Regions from separate parts of the Mus musculus genome. Here regions 2, 3 and 4 are each linked to region 1. A link is a contact called in public HiChIP or PLAC-seq and promoter capture Hi-C data. All regions are on one chromosome and are shown on one strand. Each heading gives the region's core, a stretch centred on a gene start, on an enhancer-like site or on the middle of the called end of the contact. The rest is flanking DNA. Distances are from core to core; before and after follow the strand shown. Region 1 holds the start of Plekhg6 (pleckstrin homology domain containing, family G (with RhoGef domain) member 6). Region 2 holds the start of Grcc10 (gene rich cluster, C10 gene). Region 3 holds the start of C1rl (complement component 1, r subcomponent-like). Region 4 holds the start of Ntf3 (neurotrophin 3).

Evidence for each region. Promoter capture Hi-C pulls out the DNA fragments that hold promoters and counts their contacts. HiChIP or PLAC-seq counts read pairs in DNA pulled down with a chosen protein or histone mark.
Region 2: an HNF4G HiChIP or PLAC-seq map of pancreatic cancer cells shows a contact between it and region 1. The contact joins the promoter of Grcc10 here to the promoter of Plekhg6 in region 1. A contact is called at or near these places in 1 of 39 promoter capture datasets (liver), 1 of 115 datasets of contacts at active chromatin or transcription factors (pancreatic cancer cells) and 1 of 9 other capture datasets (liver).
Region 3: a contact with region 1 is called in a FOXA1 HiChIP or PLAC-seq map of pancreatic cancer cells. The contact joins the promoter of C1rl here to the promoter of Plekhg6 in region 1. A contact is called at or near these places in 1 of 39 promoter capture datasets (pre-B cells) and 1 of 115 datasets of contacts at active chromatin or transcription factors (pancreatic cancer cells).
Region 4: a promoter capture Hi-C map of embryonic stem cells shows a contact between it and region 1, with 4 times the contacts expected there. The contact joins the promoter of Ntf3 here to the promoter of Plekhg6 in region 1. A contact is called at or near these places in 4 of 39 promoter capture datasets (embryonic stem cells, hippocampal neurons and liver) and 3 of 115 datasets of contacts at active chromatin or transcription factors (embryonic stem cells, forebrain and neural tube).

Annotation. Positions count from the first base shown.
Region 1 is chr6:125,379,236-125,381,935 of GRCm38.p6, reverse strand. It overlaps Plekhg6 (pleckstrin homology domain containing, family G (with RhoGef domain) member 6), which reads left to right and starts at 1,432. Exons shown (of 17, transcript NM_198604.2): 1 at 1,432-1,586; 2 at 1,960-2,181.
Region 2 is chr6:124,739,763-124,742,462 of GRCm38.p6, reverse strand. It overlaps Grcc10 (gene rich cluster, C10 gene), which reads left to right and starts at 1,394. Exons shown (of 3, transcript NM_013535.2): 1 at 1,394-1,543; 2 at 1,768-1,944. The coding sequence starts at 1,492. It overlaps Rnu7 (U7 small nuclear RNA), which reads left to right and starts at 1,177; the gene lies at 1,177-1,238.
Region 3 is chr6:124,491,750-124,494,449 of GRCm38.p6, reverse strand. C1rl (complement component 1, r subcomponent-like) reads right to left here and starts at 1,337. Exons shown (of 6, transcript NM_181344.5): 1 at 1,220-1,337; 2 at 407-635. The coding sequence starts at 1,299. Gm44096 (a long non-coding RNA gene) reads left to right here and starts at 48. Exons shown (of 3, transcript XR_003956364.1): 1 at 48-217; 2 at 315-659; 3 at 1,920-2,297.
Region 4 is chr6:126,163,554-126,166,253 of GRCm38.p6, reverse strand. Ntf3 (neurotrophin 3) reads left to right here and starts at 1,294. Exons shown (of 2, transcript NM_001164035.1): 1 at 1,294-1,524. The coding sequence starts at 1,507.

The DNA of each region.
Region 1 (2,700 bases), core at 183-2,682:
CCTGGCCCCCCACAGTGTGAATGCTAGGAACAGGCAAAACCTGCATTCTTGACAAACATGGTTCTCATCCAACTCCTTCTCCGCTCCCCCCCCTACACACACACCTGGGGGGGCAGAAGGCAGGATGGAGGCAACCACAGGTCAGGACAGCTCCTCTGTAACACTGAGACCTCACAACATCATATTCTAAAAAAGTACACTGAAGGACAAATCTGTGACTGGGAACAGGAACACACATTCAAGCAACCGATGGCAAAGATGCCTCTCCAGGCTGAAAGGAGCCATGGGAGAGGGTGAGAATTAGAGGTGTTTTTGTTTTGTTTTGTTTTGTTTTTGTTTTGTTTTGTTTTTGTTTTGTTTTGTTTTGTTTTTCCTCTGAACACAGGGAGACACTTCTGAAAGGGTTTTGTGTACTTCGGGATGCTTTGTGTGGTAAGAGGTTGCACCAGACCCAGTCTAGTCCATTGGCGGAAGGAAGATCCCAAAGTGGACCTCAGACCTGCCCATCTCCCCGCCCCCTCCCCCCCCCCCCCACCGAGACTTCCACCTCTGGATCACACATCCATGGGATGATATAACTCTCAGTTCTTCCCTCAGACCAGACGACAGGACTTGGGAATGTGGGGGCGGGGGGGCGGGGATGCCTTTCACATCACGCCCAGCCAGTGCTGTACCACTTCGGAGAAACTGTTCAGTCTGTGTAGCCCTTGGGAAGGCCACACTGGCCCAAGTGCAGTCCGGTGGGAGGGTACCCTCCCCTGGTATGCCCCCTCCCTCCAGGCTTAAGTAATGAGAGTAGTGTTGGGTATGGTCTAAGCTTGGCCCCTGATGCCTCCCTCAATAAGACACAAAGTCCACAGAACCTTCCTCCCTGTTGCCAGGGCAGGCCAGCAGGTTCACTGGAGATAAGGGCTACACTTTGGACTCCATGGCCAGAGGACAGCCATGGGGCTGAGAATCCTTGGGCCTCCGCCCTTCCTGATGCTAGGCTGGCTCCCTTTCAGGGTAACGGTCTAGGACAGGCAAGAGGGGCCTGGTGCAAACAAGGGATGTGTACCTGCCACAGGTCGCTTGGTCATTACCTCACCGCCTCCGCATAGCGGCGCCCAACCTTTCATTTATCCCTCATTACCCTGGCGCCTGGCAGGGGTCTGGCCGGGAAGGGAGGACACGCTGGTGGCCTGCGGGTGGCACAAGGTTCCAGCCCCTGGCCCCGACCAGGTGACAGATTGCTGGTTAGTTCAGGTGCAAAAGAAAGGGAAAGGTGCGCACCGAGAAGTGAGCACTCCTGGTCTGGGGTTGGTGTACGGAGAGTCCGGCTCCCTACCCTCTCTGTCCGGGTGACCAGGACCGCGACGCTGCAAGGCCCGCAGGGAGGGGGAGGTGCCAGCCCACGTCCCGCCCCTCTGCCTCCACCTTCACCTCCCTTCCCGGCCCCGTGCTGCCTGGTCCCGCGGGCCGCTCGGTCCTAGTCCCAGGCTGGGACAGTGGGGCTGCCATCGCCAAGGAAGCTGACAACGACCCAGATTTCCACAGTATCCAGCGGACGTCAAGGACAGCGGAAGCTCGGACACCTGCGCTCACAGGTGAGCACTTGGGAGGGCGAGTGCCGGGCGGCCAGGGAACCGGGGATCTGGGACAGGGTCGCGGGGCCTCAGAAGGAGGAGGGAAGGAGGCTGGGTACGAGGGAGGGAGAAAAGCTGGGCCTGGGAAAAGATAGAAAAGGTGGACGTGGGGAGAGATAGTAAGGGGGAGGGAGAAGGAGGGGCGGGGGACTGCCTTCGGGGGCTGGACTGTTGTTGTCCCGGGGCGGGAGACACAATGAACAATCTCCTCTGCGAGTAAGTCAGAGTAAGCTAGGAGAGAGAAATGGGAGGTTTCTAGAGCCCAGTTGGTGGGAAACCAACCCCTGTATAGGGTTCTTGAGTCCAGTTCCCATTAAGGGCCTCTTCCCTTCAGGCCCTGCCCACTGCAAGGGATGGGTCTTCCATCCAGGCTTAGAAAGGAGGGGTGGAGTCCTGCATCTGACTTCCAGCTCTATCCCTGGTGGTGCCCTCGGCGGCCAGGAAAGGAGCTTAGTGGGAGACCAGCGGGCTGCCTCAACTAGGGGCATCCCTCCAGACCCTGTCTGACAGCTCTCCTGACTTCGCCAGATTGTACGTGGACGTGTGGGGTTTCCAGGTAAGGCATGTACAGACTTCTCAGTAAAGGGACAGAAAAGCTATATTGTAGAGTCTCTTGTCTATTGAGTCTCAGTTGCGACTAACTGAAAAGCAGCCAAGGATGGCCAGCCGACCAGTAAGGGTGGCTGGCTGGCTGAACCGTGATAAAACTAGCTGTAACTCATGGAGTGTGAACTGGGTGTATTGTTCTCTTTCCCCAAATATTATTTTTCCTTTTTTGCCCCCCCCCATTATTTAAAAATGTAAACGTTGCAAAGCATGATAGAATACATCTGTGATCATAGCACTCTAGAAACTGAGGCAGGGGGATGCAGAGTTGGAAGGTAGCCTAGACTGGGTTACACTGTGTGTCAGCCTGGGCTATATTAAGAGGTCCTCCTATCTCAAATCAGAAAATAAAATAAAAGCCGTTCTTAACCCATAGTCTGTTCCAACATGAGAAACCCACTTGTCTGTCTCTAGTCAGCTTTACCTGTCCCAGTTCATGGTGTTTGTGCAGTGTTGACAAAGGTAATAC
Region 2 (2,700 bases), core at 145-2,644, 640 kb after region 1:
TTGTTGTAGGGGAAGTGGGAAGGGATGAATGGGGTTTTCTTATGGAAACTTAGGAGTTGGACAAGGCTCTTTTTTATTACTCATTTATTTTACAAGAGTCTTCATGCATACCAGAAGAGAATATCAAATCCCATTACAGATGGTTGTGAGCCACCAAGTGGTTGCTGGGAATTGAACTCAGGACACCTGGAAGAGCAGTCTGTGCTCTTAACCCCCTGAGCCATCTCTTTAACCTGACAAGGCTCTTCTTGATCTTGGATGCTCAGCTATACTTATGGGGTGCCCTGTCCTAGACCTTTAGATTGGGGAGTTCAGGCTCCTGAGGCCGTTCAGAGCAAGAATAGGCGCACAGCAAGCATAAGCAAATCTAAGACCTACTCAGCCCTTGGAAGTACATCACTGACATAATGTGCCACCAGAGTGCTCCAGAGACAGTTTCAGAGATCTGAATCCCTTCTCAGCATAGTTTATGATTTGAAACAGTTAAAGGTGTATAACATGGAGGCCAATAAGATTAGTATTTGTAAAAGATTTACTAATAGTTAGGTGTATGAGCTCATGTCTGCGCTTATGAATGCAAGGCCTCAAAAGAGACCAGAAGCTGTTGGGTCCCTGTAGCTTGGAGTTAGGGCAGTTAGGAATTGCCAAGCAGGGTGAGCCATCTTTGCAACCCCTCTATTTTTAATGAAGCAGGGCCATGGAGCCCAAGCTGGCCTTGAACTTCTCAGCTTTTGTGCTGGTATCACAGAAATGTGGCGCTATGCCCGGTCGGGCCTGATGTTCCAGAGTCTTTGCAGTGTGGGGAACTTGTAAGGATGAGACTACAAGACATCGGGCCACATCGCCTGCCACTACTTAAGTCCGATTCACTTCGGCTTTAGCTCCAAGCCTTTAATCTCGCGAAGCTCTTTTTTTTTTTTTAACAACATAGGAGCTGTGATTGGCTGTTTTCAGCCAATCAGCACTGACTCATTTGCATAGCCTTTACAAGCGGTCACAAACTCAAGAAACGAGCGGTTTTAATAGTCTTTTAGAATATTGTTTATCGAACCGAATAAGGAACTGTGCTTTGTGATTCACATATCAGTGGAGGGGTGTGGAAATGGCACCTTGATCTCACCCTCATCGAAAGTGGAGTTGATGTCCTTCCCTGGCTCGCTACAGACGCACTTCCGCAAGTGTTACAGCTCTTTTAGAATTTGTCTAGCAGGTTTTCTGACTTCGGTCGGAAAACCCCTCCCAATTTCACTGGTCTACAATGAAAGCAAAACAGTTCTCTTCCCCGCTCCCCGGTGTGTGAGAGGGGCTTTGATCCTTCTCTGGTTTCCTAGGAAACGCGTATGTGCTAGAGCCACGCTCTGAGACTTCCGCCTCGTGCGGTCCCGCTTCCTTTCTGCCTCCTCTGGCCTGCATCCGTGGGGGAGGTGGCTGGCTGCAGGGTTCTCCGGATCTCTTCTGTGTTCCCACTACTCAAGCACCGAGTGGCGTTCTATGGCGTCCGCCTCGGCTCAGCCCGCGGCCCTGAGCGCGGAGCAGGCCAAGGGTGAGGAAAGAGCCTAGTCTGGGTGTGGGCCGTCTTCTGGGGGGAGGGCGCGATACTATTCTTTGCCTCTCCAAGTGGGGCCCTTGCCCATTAGGGCGAAGGGTTGGGAGGACAAGCTTATCGGGTTGCTTGCAGGCCTCGGCCCACTAATTCCCTGCCTCTTCCCTCCTCTGGGCTCGCCCGCCGTCCTCCGCGGACCTCTCTGGGATGCTTCCGTCTCGCAGTGGTCCTGGCGGAGGTGATTCAAGCGTTCTCGGCCCCAGAGAATGCCGTGCGCATGGACGAGGCTAGAGACAATGCGTGCAACGATATGGGCAAGATGCTGCAATTTGTGCTGCCCGTAGCCACACAGATCCAACAAGAGGTTATTAAAGCCTATGGCTTCAGCTGCGACGGGGAAGGTGGGTCCCACAGGGCTTGGCAAAGGAATGGACTGGGGGTGGGACGCATGATGATGCCCCCCCCCCCCCCCGATCGATCTTTTTCTCGCCACAGGGCGGCAGTCACATCAAACATTGCCACTCACAGTTCAGGGACTAGACTTAAGCCCCGCCTGAAAAGTTATGGCTCTTGAAGCCAGGCATGGCCACAGTGGCCTTTCATCCCAGCATTTGAGAAGCAGAGGCAGGCAGGTCTCTGAGTTCAAGGCCAGCCTGGTATGTAGGGTGAGGAGTTCCAGGGTAGCCATGGCTATACAAAGAAAACCCTGTCTTGAAAAAACAAAAACCCACCAAACAAAAGTTCTGGCTCTAGAGTCCAAAGCCCTACATAGGCAAGTGTTTCTCCATGGCCCTCGAACTTCCCAGCTCTCCCCGAGTCAGGATCGCAGTAAGTTGCCCAGAATGGCCTTGAACCAGAGACCCACCTTTCTCAGCCTTTTGAGTAAGTGACAGGCTTGAGTCACTGGGCCCAGCTCTAACCTGAACTCTCTCGTGTACCTGAACTCTTTCTTGTCTGCCTTTTGGCTAATAGGTTTGGTGTGGCAGGTTGAGCCCTCTCTTCCCAAGGACAGTTGTTTATTAATTTTGTGTTTGTTTGTTTGTTTGTTTGTTTGTTAGCTAGCCAGGACTACCAGGGAGTCTCTTTCAAATCAGGCTGCTTGAGGCTAAGCTGCTGAACGTGGTTCACCCGAGACTGAAAACATAATGCTTTTTAAT
Region 3 (2,700 bases), core at 88-2,587, 890 kb after region 1:
GAACATTTGTCATTAATTACATCCAGTTTCCTAACTCAGTAGAGAAAGCACTCAACAAGGTCTAGCTAGGGAGGGTGAGATCCCGGGCCTTTGACAAGATTGTAGAGCAACAATATTTATGTGTCTCTTTGTAAGCTCTCAAAACTCAGGCTCTGCCCCGCAGCCGCCTTCTCTCAGAGCTTGGTGGGTCCCTGCGGATGCCTTGGTGGAACCCTTGGTGAGTTGCCAGGGACGGGTGGGAGGCTGTATACTGAGTGATCAGGCTGTAGCTAGGCCCTAGATCCTCTGACTTGGACACCTTATCTCTTCTCTAGATGGGTGGTTCAGAGCAGAGCTATCACCCACTGCCCATGGGAGGCTCCCTCCCCAGAGCCCCTGCAGCTCTCCACCCCCTTGTCCAGCTCACTGTGACAGAGTCGCCTTCACAGTCTGGGGATGGCTCCAGATCAAAGTCCTGGAAGGTCAGCCTCACAGCAAACCCCTCTGGAGCCTCGATGTCAGTGTGGCTCTCCTGGCCTTTGAGATATGGCTCTGGGTATCCAGGGGATGTCAGTTGCTGTGGTGACTGCTGGGCCAAAAGCACAGAGGCCTGTGTGGGGCAAGTATGGAGGATTCCCCAAAGGAGCCACCAGCACCTGTGAGTGAGCAGGGAAGACAAGGTGAGGTTATACAGCTCTACCAGAGGCTGTGTGTGTATGTTCTGTTGTGGCCAGAGATGATAAAGGCTCCGGAGGCTTAGGGACTAGCAGTTGTGTCCGTGGCCCCAGAGTGTTGGGCACTTCTGGATACCACTTTCCTGAACCGAGTCTGTGTAGGTTCCTATCTGGATTCCTCTGTAGCCCGATCTCCAAGACTGCGGGGTTTCTATCCTATGAAGACATTATTATGGCTCCTTTTCCTTTGTGAGTCTAACCCAGATGGCTTCCTGCCTCAGCCTTTCCTAACCCCCTCCTGGAGTACAAGTTAGGGTCATTTAAATAATTCCTGGCTCAGAGCACTGAACAGGCAAATTCAGTTAGTTCCCTCTGGGTCATCTGTCTACCCTCCGCCCCTCCCTGCCCCCCCACCCGGCCGTGTGTGTGTGTGTGTGTGTGTGTGTGTGTGTGTGTGTGTGTGTGTGTGTGTGTGTGTATACTTATGTAACCCCATGTCCTGCCTTCCTCCCTTCCTTTCTCCCAGCCCCTTTCTTTCTCCAGGGCCCTCTATGGTGCAAACTCACATCTTGCTCATGCAGCTTGTGGTGGGAGAACTCCATAGGCTGTTCTCCAGCTCTGGGACCAGGCCTCTGAACCCTGACATCTGGAACTGGCTAGAGTGCTTGGCTCAGGCCAGGGAGTAGGAGGTGGGGCTAGAGGAGGCCCTTTAGGGAGAAGGCAGAAGTTACTGGAAATGAGTTGAGACTCTGGGTGCAGGTCTGCCACCTGCTGACAGACTCAGGAATAGCTCTCACCATAATTGAAAGGAAAGACCTTTAAAACACGTGAGAGAGCAGAGTATGTGCACATGTACACATATGTACACATGACCTTTGGCTCTTTGCTTTTTTTTAGGGGGATGGGAGCTGAGATAGTCTTGCAAAACCTGGACTGGGCCTCCAGCTTGCTATTAGTGGAGGCTCTGCCTCCTCTCTAGCATTAGAATTACACCACACCTAGATCTTGGTTGTATTTTTGAAACAGGGTCTCACTTTGTAGCCCAGGCTGTCCTAGAACTCACTCTGCAGACTAGACTGGGCTCCAAATCATGCCAATCCTGCCGCCTTAGCCTCCAGAGGGCTGGGATCACAAGGACTTGCATACCCAGTTCTTCTGGAATATTATTAACTATATGTTTGTATCGTGGCTTGTGTGACACTTCTTATGACTCTACTGCTGCCTTTAATGAACTAATCTCTCCTCCCCCCTCATTTACCCCAGCAGTCTGCCTCTTGGAGAACTTGAAGTGTGTGACTCAAGAACCCCCGAGTCTTTCTTTCCTCTCCTTCTTGGTCAAGAACCAGTGAGTTCGGGCTGGAGAGATGGCTCAGCGGTTAAGAGCACTGACTGCTCTTCCGGAGGTCCTGAGTTCAAATCCCAGCAACCAGATGGTGGCTCACAACCATCCTTAATGAAATCTGACGCCCTCTTCTGGTGTGTCTAAAGACAGCTACAGTGTACTTACATATAATAGTAAATACATTTTTGGGCCGGAGCGAGCAGAGGTCTTGAGTTCAATTCCCATCGACCTCATGATGGCTCACAACCATCTGTGCACTCATATACATAAAATAAATAATAAATCTTTTTTTAAAAAAAGAAGGGGTGAGTTCATGCATTTTGTCATTTTGAGTCCCTACCACAACATCTGGAGGCTCCTCATATAGCAGGCTGTGGTCCATCCCCAGGAATCTCTGAATCCCTCGGGACTCACCTCAGCTGTCAACCCAAGCTGTAAGGTTAATCATATCAGGAGTCACAGCGTGAGTGAGAGGATTTTTCCCTGCACCCCCTGCCAAGGGAAGACACACACCCGTGGCTTGGTGAGCGTGGGAGGGTTAAGGATGCAGAGGTGAGCATGGGGGTGGTTAGGGAGCACAGGCAGAGGTGAGTGTGGGAGGGTTAGGGAGCACTGCAGAGGTGAGCATGGGGAGGTTAAGGATGCAGAGGTGAGCATGGGGGTGGTTAGGGAGCACTGCAGAGGTGAGTGTGAGAGGGTTAGGGA
Region 4 (2,700 bases), core at 45-2,544, 780 kb before region 1:
AGAGTGGCAGAGGTGGGGGCGGGGGGAGGGGGCACTTGGACTTGAGTTCCACCTTGCAAGAATGGGGGAGGGAATGAAGGAGCAATGGTGTACTACTTTCTGGTTCTCCGGTTCCCCTTACCACTAGGATTCCCCCCTCCCCCTTCATTTCTCTTGGACCGCAGTTGAGCAAAATCTAGATGCTCTGACCACTGTAAAATCTGAGAGAATCAGCTCGGATCAAGTGTGTGTGTGTGTGGGGGGGGAATCTAATGAATAGCTAAAATAATCTACAAATAAGACCCTTGCCTCCACCCTGAGATCTTTTCCTCGAATGAATCTAGCGGTTGTGCAAGAGAGCGTCGCTACTTTCGGGGAGTCAGGAAGGGGTGCCTTGCTTGCCCTTTCTTCTGGGCAAATTGTTTTTGTACAAAGCGGCGAGTGCTGGGCAAATGCTCAGCTCCAGGGTCGGCTCCTACCTTGAAAGAAAGGGGTGGAGAAGTTAGGGAGTGTGTAGAACGTGGGGCTTTGGCTCATACCTCTCCTTTTCTTTCACGCACACTCTGCGCACACGCAAACCACCCCTTCCTCGGTTGCTTAGCACTCCCACCCTCACCGTACCTCAGCAACTTAACCTCCCTAGACAGCTTGAACTAACTGTGCCTTGTGAGCTGCCCCCAGGACTGAGGAGTTCGAGGGCAGGCAAGCAACTGTTCATGCGCAGATTCCTGTTGTTGTGAGGGCCTGGGGGGGCTGGGGGGGGGCTTAATAGGGGGTGGAGAGAGATCCAAAGACAGAAGGGTCTGAGGTTTGGAGACAGAGTTTAAGGTTGAGGTTCAAGCTTTCCTGAGCCAAGGGGCAAGAAAGGCCTTCATCTGCCTAGTTAGAAAGAAAGAAAGAAAGAAAGAAAGAAAGAAAGAAAGAAAGGAAGGAAGCCTTAAAAGAAAAAGTTCAAGAATAAGACAGATCGAAGATATTTACGTGTAAAATATAATGATAAATCAAACGTTTTTTGTTGGCTCCTTCTCCCCATCTCTAAAAGGGAAGGTCAAAAGAGGGGATAATGAAGAGTAGGCTATTTTGAGAGGGCTTATTTGTTGTTTGTTCGTTCGTTTGTTTTCCTTTGAAGTGGACTAGGAGAAATGACTAGGTCTTCCCATTGGTCTCGAGAGCAAACTCCAAAATGCCAGGGAGCGGGCCTGCAAGTCACTGCGGGCGGGGCTAGGGGGCTTGGCGCGGAAGGGGTTAAGGCGCTGAGCGCGGAGCCATCTGGCCGGGTTGGCTGGTTATAACCGCTCAGATTATGTTCACGGGACTCAGAGTTGAAGGCTCCTCTCCTTACCCAGCAGCTCCGCGCACCGCCCCGCGAGATAGCCCGGCGCAACTTTCTTCCCTCTTTCTTTCTTCCCCTCGTTTTTTCCCACCGCTGGGTAGTGGCTGCGGCAGGGGTGGGCGAGACTGAATGACCGAACTCGAGTCCACCTTTCTCTTCATGTCGACGTCCCTGGAAATAGTCACACGGATGCCATGGTTACTTCTGCCACGGTAAGGGGACGTGGCGGGCACGTTGGGTGGGCAGGTCCCGGAGGGGGTGGGGGAATCGCGTGGGGGAGATTTTCTTGGGGATCCGCGTGGGGGGCCCCAATTCTGCACCCAGCCCCACCCCCATCGCGCAACACGCTAACTTTTCGGTTCTTGTGCCTTCCCCAAAGTTTGAGCTCGAATCTGCCCAGGCCTAGGCGCAATTACCACCACCCTCCTTCCACATGCATGCACACTTGTGCGCGCGTGGATATGGCTCTCCTCCTCCTCCTCCTCCTCCTCCTCCTCCTCTTTTCTCTAGTCCCCTGGCTGCTCAAGAAACCGCCCTCAGTCTGGGAAAGTGATCAGGTTTAACAAACCTGCATTGGGAAGGGAAGGAGGTGGAGGCGAGGGAAAATGGGGACCACGAAAAGGCAAGAAAGGGATTCTGGACATCACCATCCTACTCCACCTCATGCATACACACCTCCGACCCTCCTATCTGGTTCCCCCAGAAGACTCCCGCGCATCCTATAATAAAAGCGGGTAGCAGACAAAAATGGGGCTTGGAAGAGACCAGGATCCCGGCTTGTGCCCTGCACCCCGCTGGCCACCGGGCAACGTTCATCAGCTCCAACACACAGCCCGGCAGGGCGTGGGCTGGGGGAGGGGCTGCAAAGCTCAGGACCCGCACCGTCACTTCTCAGGTTGGGGGGAGTTGGGACTTAAGCCCAACAGTGCGTATCTGCGTTGTTGTCCCACATAAAGCTTTTTCTCTGAGAGGGTCCCTAGCTCTGGGCTACTCTGGCCAGCGCCAACCCAATGGCTTCCCACCCTGGGTCTTCGCGCAGATGTTGGAGCTAGCGCTCAGCCTGTGGGTCTGGGACCCGGCCATGGAACGGTGGGTACCGGGGTGGGGCCATCGGTAGGGATTTGGTGCCAGTTTCTCGGAGTCCTTTTTAGGGTTCCCACCCCCGCCCCAAGAGGTAGTATGGGAAGGGTCCAGAACATCAGAGACCCTCAGAGTTAGGTCGGAGTTAAAAGAACACATAGCAAACTGGACTGTTTCCTGCTGCCACCAAGGCGCTCTGCACAGTGGTGGATACTTCTAATGAAATTTGGCACTCTTGAAGGTGTGGAATGGGAGGGCTGGGGAGGACTTTTTTCCTTGTCGCTTTCGGGAGTGAGTGGGTGTGCATC